2 separate regions of the Oryzias latipes genome follow, and region 1 is linked to region 2. Evidence: chromatin contacts called from public Hi-C data. All regions are on one chromosome and are shown on one strand. Each heading gives the region's core, a stretch centred on a gene start, on an enhancer-like site or on the middle of the called end of the contact. The rest is flanking DNA. Distances are from core to core; before and after follow the strand shown. Region 1 holds the start of LOC101168461 (trichohyalin). Region 2 overlaps LOC101168211 (calmodulin-binding transcription activator 1-like).

Evidence for each region. Hi-C and Micro-C count contacts between places; a contact is called where the count stands out from the background.
Region 1: a contact with region 2 is called in a Hi-C map of embryo, with 2.3 times the contacts expected there. The contact joins the promoter of LOC101168461 here to the enhancer-like site in region 2. A contact is called at or near these places in 3 of 5 Hi-C or Micro-C datasets (embryo and gastrula embryo).

What each region holds. Positions count from the first base shown.
Region 1 is chr7:20,926,999-20,930,364 of ASM223467v1, reverse strand. It overlaps LOC101168461 (trichohyalin), which reads right to left and starts at 2,069. Exons shown (of 13, transcript XM_011477459.3): 1 at 1,569-2,069; 2 at 1,272-1,383. The coding sequence starts at 1,320.
Region 2 is chr7:20,887,316-20,890,537 of ASM223467v1, reverse strand. It overlaps LOC101168211 (calmodulin-binding transcription activator 1-like), which reads right to left. Exons shown (of 19, transcript XM_023956778.1): 9 at 1,084-3,222. Among protein-coding and RNA genes, the nearest start is that of LOC101165144, 36 kb to the left of the region's middle. Within about 2 kb of position 1,262, at least 1 of the 8 cell types and tissues checked has an H3K27ac peak or open chromatin away from gene starts, as enhancers often do. A contact at or near this core is called in embryo, where this site is marked.

The sequences.
Region 1 (3,366 bases), core at 820-3,319, 39 kb before region 2:
TCTCCCACTGAACGCCCACATGCTCTGCGGCTCGCTTCCTCCATGGCCTGTTCTGTTCCTCACAATCTTTTTTAGGGAACTTGAACTCATCTAACAGATTAGTGTGTTGGAACATAAATTCATCTTATTGGGATAAAGTGCGTACAAACTGGACATACGTTTTTGGGGGGGGGAACACAGAGAAGTGAGAGGTAATGAAATGCTGTCACTGACACTGGGAAGAAGTTGAATTCCTCAGGGAGCTGCCTTCCCTCTGCACGCTGGCTTATATCAGGAGGAGCCACAGCAAAGCCAAAACAGGAACAGATAAGAGGGCAATGAAAACAAAGGGAGTTCATTTAGCGCCGGCTCTTCGATGAAAGGCGAAGAAGGACAAACCCCTGAGGAAACTGTAGTCGCAGCTACAATGTTCACCAAAACAAAACAAAAACCTGCAGTTTCCAGGCATGATAGAAAAACAGAAGTAAAGCGTCTTTCAGGCCAGACACTTTTCATCCGTATTCTGCTTCTTTGACATATTTATAGACGTCATTAATTGCTTTGTTTGTGCATTGGCCCTGCTCGATAAGGCGTGAAAATGCAATGCTGCACAGAGTTCCCTTTGTGTGTGCAAACAAGAGTGGATCGTTGAGTTATCTCTCCTGATTAAAAAAAACAGGGCCCATGCAGACCCACTTCTACCACATTCATTAGTGAGGGCTCAAAGGCTGAGTTAAGCATCTATATTCAGGACATTCCTCAGAAATTCCTAACTTATGAATGTTTTCCACTTCACACATGGGGAGGGGGGACTAGATCAGAGCTGCATAGAAACTAGTAAGTAAGCGACATGCATACATTTTGTATTTTTTTTACTGCAATAAATCATTTTGTTGGCATGAAGAAATTAGATTTAATTTAAAAAAAAAAGTTTGCTATGGTAACTGTCTTGCAGCTGTAGCCTGATGGCACATTTTCCCAGCCATCCCAGCTTTATCTGCACTCAGCATACCAGTCGTGTCAATGATAACTGTGTACAGCTGAAAAACAAAGCCTGAGTGTGGAAAATTCCCTCCCTCCTCAGCTGTCCTGTACCTGCATGTCCCAACTCCTCCATGTCATGTGCAGATCCAGACTCTCTGCTGCTGCTGCAGGTGCAAAATTAAAAACACAAACCTCCTATGACGCTTATGTGATTTAATTAAACGTTTTTATTTTTTTCTTCTTGCTGACAGCAGAACACACCATTACGCACAGTTTCCGTGCACGTGAGGGTCTGCAGGACAACTTACCCTCGTGGACACGTGGAAGGTTGGATTGGTCGATCTCCAGTTCTGCCATCTCTCTGCGCCTGGACTCACTGCTTCATGACTTCACAGAAGACCCGGACACAACAGAAGCGGGCTGTTCAAACACGGAAATGGGTTTTCAGAGCCAGGAAAGTCTGAGAAGCGGGTTTAAGGGTTATCTTCTGACATCAGCAATAACTTCAACCAGTGGAAGTTTAGTTAATGAGGCTGCAGCCATGAGGCTTGTAAACAAAACATCAAACCTGAAGCAGGTATATCGACTGAAGTACAATTACCAACCTGTTCCTGACTCGCTGCACTGTTTTAGGCGTCCCACGCGCAAATTTCCCTTGAAAAGTTTGTGGAGAAACAACAAAAACTCCCAAAAGTGCACTTTTATTCTGTTCCTTCCTCTTTCCTTCTTCGCTTTGTCGCTAATTTGCTTCTTTGCTAACAATCCAAAATACCGCAAACGCGATTCCCACTTCAGACGAGTTTCCCTTTTACGAGGAAAACTACACGAAACGGTCGTGTTTTTACCACAACAGAAACAAAGAGCCTTCAGCTCGTGGTGGGAAGTCAAAGTTAGCCCACAGACTGACGCTTCAGCTGCTCCTTCTTCATGAATCCTACTCGGCAGCAGCAACAGCGTGGGCGGGCAACTGTGCTGCGTTCATGGACACATTCAAAGCTCAAACGTAGTGCCATCCGTGCCACAACTTTCAAATCCCGTTAAAATGTAAAACATGCTGCCATAGTTTGGATTCCTAAATGATATAAAGAAATAAAGACATAATGGTGATACTCCAGGATCAACCACTTACTGTAAACAAAGAGAGAAAAATACTACGTAATACTCATGATACATGTTCTTTGAATGAATGGAAACATTTCCATGAGCCCTTGAAAGCAGCACACAGCCTAATTTTCATGGTACTTGCGATCATCTGCGGATAAGTCTGTAGCTGACTGTTTATTCACTTTTGCCTTATTATTTCGACGATATAATGTTTATCAACACATTACATGCGCATGGTAAATTTTTTTAAAAGAAACAAAAACATATAATAACCCTTTATTAAGTTGACAAAGCAATACAGTTGTATAAGTGTTTTACATTGTTCAATAAAATTTTAAGAACACTGTTTCTTAAAAGTTTCTGTATAAATAACCATGGATAAATAAATTAAGGTGTTAACCCTTGTGCTATCTTAGATGAGCCCACCCTTACATTGACGTGTTATTCCTACCATGACAAAGGTGGATAAACTAAGGTGGAAAGATTTCATTGTAATCCATGGACACCAGTGAAGATCACAAATCATTGAAGAAAAAAGGTTCAGAGCACTGTCTAGTGGGTCTAGATGACCCAACTCCCAATGTTAAAGTGCCTAGGAAAGCACAAGGGTTACAGTTGTCTAACTTGGTAGAAATCTCCATTAATTTCAAAGTTTATCGCGTAAAAGCTCCTCAGTTACATTTCTTAAATGTAAGGTTGCCCTCTAGTGGTTGTGTTGATGAACGACAACAGAACTGAGGATTTGTATTTGATCACAAAGCTCGATCAATGGAACCAGGTGAAGAAATTATCAGTAAAAAAAAAATAAAAAATGCAGCCAGAGCTCTGTTACAAAGCATATAAATATATGTATGACTCCACTTTAAAGAGATTGCTTTATACCATGTTGTTTTTTAAATTTTACATCTTTTAAATGTTTTTTTTGTCTTGTTTTTGATCCTGCCTTTATACTGGTGAGGCCAATGATGTTATAAACGTAGATCTCTCTCTGCTATTGTACTATAGAATTTACATAAGCTGCAGATGTATTAGATTACTTTAGTTGAAAAGAAAGGATCAAATTACGCCCTCGTCGTTACACTGCCATTTCCACCCATGCTGCCACAACAAAACCCTTGTTTAGGCCAAAGTAAGTTTTCCTCTGCATATGTTAAATAAGAGCAAGAAAAACAAAGTCTTTTTAAAAATGAATGATCTTGTTTATCCCTTGTGCTATCCTAGGCACTTTACCATTGGGAGTTCGGTCATCTAGACCCCACAAGACAGTGCCTTCCTTTCTCTTTCGGCTTTTCCCATCAG
Region 2 (3,222 bases), core at 13-2,512:
GCAGATCAGTGGAAAGACTAATGGAAGGGCAAAATAGGTCAAAAGAAGATGCACCAGGAAAAGAGGCGACCATGGACTTCTGTGGATTATCAAAAGGACAGGATTCAAGAAGCTGCAGACAGAGTGAATGAGGTGGAGGAAAAACTTAAAAATCCACCACATTCAGACAAATTCACAAGATGGGCTACAACTAATGATTTTGTAAGAGAACTAGACTGAGTGAGTGGGATGTCACCCATAGAAAATTCCTTACTTCTGGCTCCAGTGAAATGAAGTCAATTCGGTTGCCATTTTTCCATGGAGCCAAACAAAAGTGATTGGTCTAAGTGGATCTGAGTCAACGCTTCTATGGGAACTACTGTCACCAATCAGGAGTAAGCTTGTTTGAAGTCCACACCCTTTCTACTGAAAGCGGCTCAGGAGAATCTGTCAATCAGACCTTGAGGTGGGGGGCAGCCGGTACCACATGCTTTTATTGAGGCATCTCATTGGTCAGTTTATAACTTTAATAACGTGCGATAAATAAAAATATATATTAAAAAAATTTGGATTAGCGAGAATTATTTTTAGTTTGATTACATAAAAAAAAAATCCAATCTAATCCAAAACATGTTAAAAAGATGAATCAGAGCCAGAATGGTGATTCTAAAAAATAGAATTAGTAATAGCTGTTTATTTCTCAATAGAAGCCAATGGGTTTTGGCTTCTTGGAGGTAGTTCCTGACTTGAACACAAAGTGGGAAGGAATCACTCAGTCCAGTTCTCATATACAGTCAGTGGCTACAAACTGTTGGGTTCCTCGGGTCAAGTCTGATATGTCTATTTGTAGGTATAGATTTCTTTTGTTTGTCTTATTCAAGATTTTGTTTTGATTGCTTGAAATAAACCAATTGCAATTTATGATGTGATCAATGCATGACAGTAATATAGTCTTCCAATAATTGTTTTAATTTCAAATCAGTACTTTTTCTTTAAATGGGCCTAAGAACAAACAGTAATACTACAGATATTTTTTTCATTTATGAAGCACCAACCTAAATCCTTCAATAAGAGACATGAAGGTAAGAGAGTGCAGCTTCTTACCTCAGGATAGGACCACTCAGGGGAGTAGTCAGTGACCATGAAGAGGCGCCCCGTGGCCTGCAGCATCCCCAGAGCCCCCTGGGCAACAGCTGCAGAAACCACCTCTGCGACGTTCATGTAGGACAGCGAGCCTGCTTCCCCCGTGTTCCCTTCTGCCCCAGCCCTTCCCCCCAAAGACTGGGGACTGCAGCAGGGTTGGAGGCAGAGATCTGAGGGGCTATAGCCAGATCCTCTAGCGCCTCCATCCTCTTGGCCCTGCTGGGCGGGTCCACCTGCTGTGCTCTGATTTTCTGAGCTGTGAGACGTGACCAGCTGGTGAGCATATAGGGCCCCTGCAGTTGACATGGCAGTTCCACCACCGTCCACTGAGATGAAGTCATTAATCAGGTCAGAAAACTGGTTTCCAAATGATATGTCAAAATGGTCCAGACTGATCTCCATGCCTGTTCCTCCTGCTCCTCCATTACTGGCTGCTCCACTTAAGCTTTGGTGGGTTCCTACTGCGTTATACAGGCCTTGTACCATGTTTGTGCCTTGGAGTAGAGGCTGTAGCTGTTGTTGCTGCTGGGTGCGGTTGCTGCCATCGCTGTTGTTGTTTCCATTATGAATAGCTATTCCTTCACCTGTATTTCCTGTCCCCACCCCTCCACTGTCTGAAGCTTGTTGCAGGTAGTGCTCTGCTCCTCCTCCCTCTCCATTTCCAGCTCCACAGGTTTGAATATGATCTGCTGGCTTGAGCAGATTGTCAGCTCCACTCTCTGAGGCTCCAGCTTGACCTGAACCCACACTGCCAGGCTGCTCCAAACCAACCACCTCCTCATGCTCAGAGCCCAGTCCTGGAAAGCTGCCCTGGTACTGCAACAACTGCAGGGAGCCAGCCTGACCAGGCCCTTCTGTGGGTGAGCCTCCATTACAGTTGGTTCTGTGCTGGGCCTGATGAGCCTGATGGTGGTGATGAAGATGTCCATTGGTGCCGGTAGAGTCGGATTTCACCACCTGCAGCCCCATATAAACTCCAGAGTCGTGGGAGTTGTGCTCCATCATGTGTGTTTTCTGTCCCATGCCGGGCCTCCCTTGTTGATTCTGGTTGGGTTGAGAAGCATCCTGGAGGAAGAAGCTGGGTGAACGATTTTGGTGTTGCATGTGAGGACTGGGCAGGGCCTGACCGTAGGTCACCGTGGTAGCACCAGATGTATAGTCTTGCTTGGCATCAATGGCACTGAAATCCATCTGCTCCAAGGTAGTGCTGGGACTAAGAGCCCCGCCAGAGGGAAGCAAGGAACCTGCTGAAGTTAAACCAAGGTTGCCTTGGCCTGAGGTCCCACCAGATGACACAGAGACTCCACTTCCACAGTTTACCACTCCACCCACCTGGTAGCCACTCTCTTTGGCCAGATGCTGCTCAAAGGAAGTATCTTCTGTCTTGATGTTCTTCACGAGAGCTGAGCTGAAAGTGTACCCATTGTCCGACATGGTGGGAGAGCGCTGCAGATTTCCATTGGTATTACTGCTTCCCCCAGAAGAGGCTGAGGAGGAGTTGCCCTCTGTCTTCAGTGCACTGCCTCCATATGTCTGGCCCTGTTTGGGATTGTTTAGAAAGCAGTCCGGGTCAAAGTTCATGGTAGTCTCTGGGATCTTTATGCTTCCAGAGTCCAGACTGCTGCTTAGCACCAGTTCCTCCGATACCCCAGCTGTGGACAACATGGACAGATTATTTCCTGCTGTGGTTGTTCCGGGTTCCCCTACTCCTCCTCCACCAGGGAAGGCAAATTTGTGACGATCAGCATTCACAGACAGCACCAAGCCCTGTGAAGTGGCATCAGGACCCATCAGGTGAGGATTGGGACCCCCAGTAGGTGACATGCTGTAGACAGGGTCTCCAGGGACCTCAGACATAAACACACTTTGGGACAGGCTGGACATGACTGAGGCCACATGACTCATTCCTGTCACCACAGGGCTGTCTGCCATATCTGGATCACTGTTGAGGCCACTGCTGATGGAGACAGGGGAGTTCTGCGTGGTGTCCGGGACCTCCACCTGGTTGGTGGATGACACCTCTGTGCTGTTCTGATGCAGCAGGATAGGCTTATGGACTTTGCCATTGCGTTTCTCCCTGGCGCTGCCCCCTCCACCTCC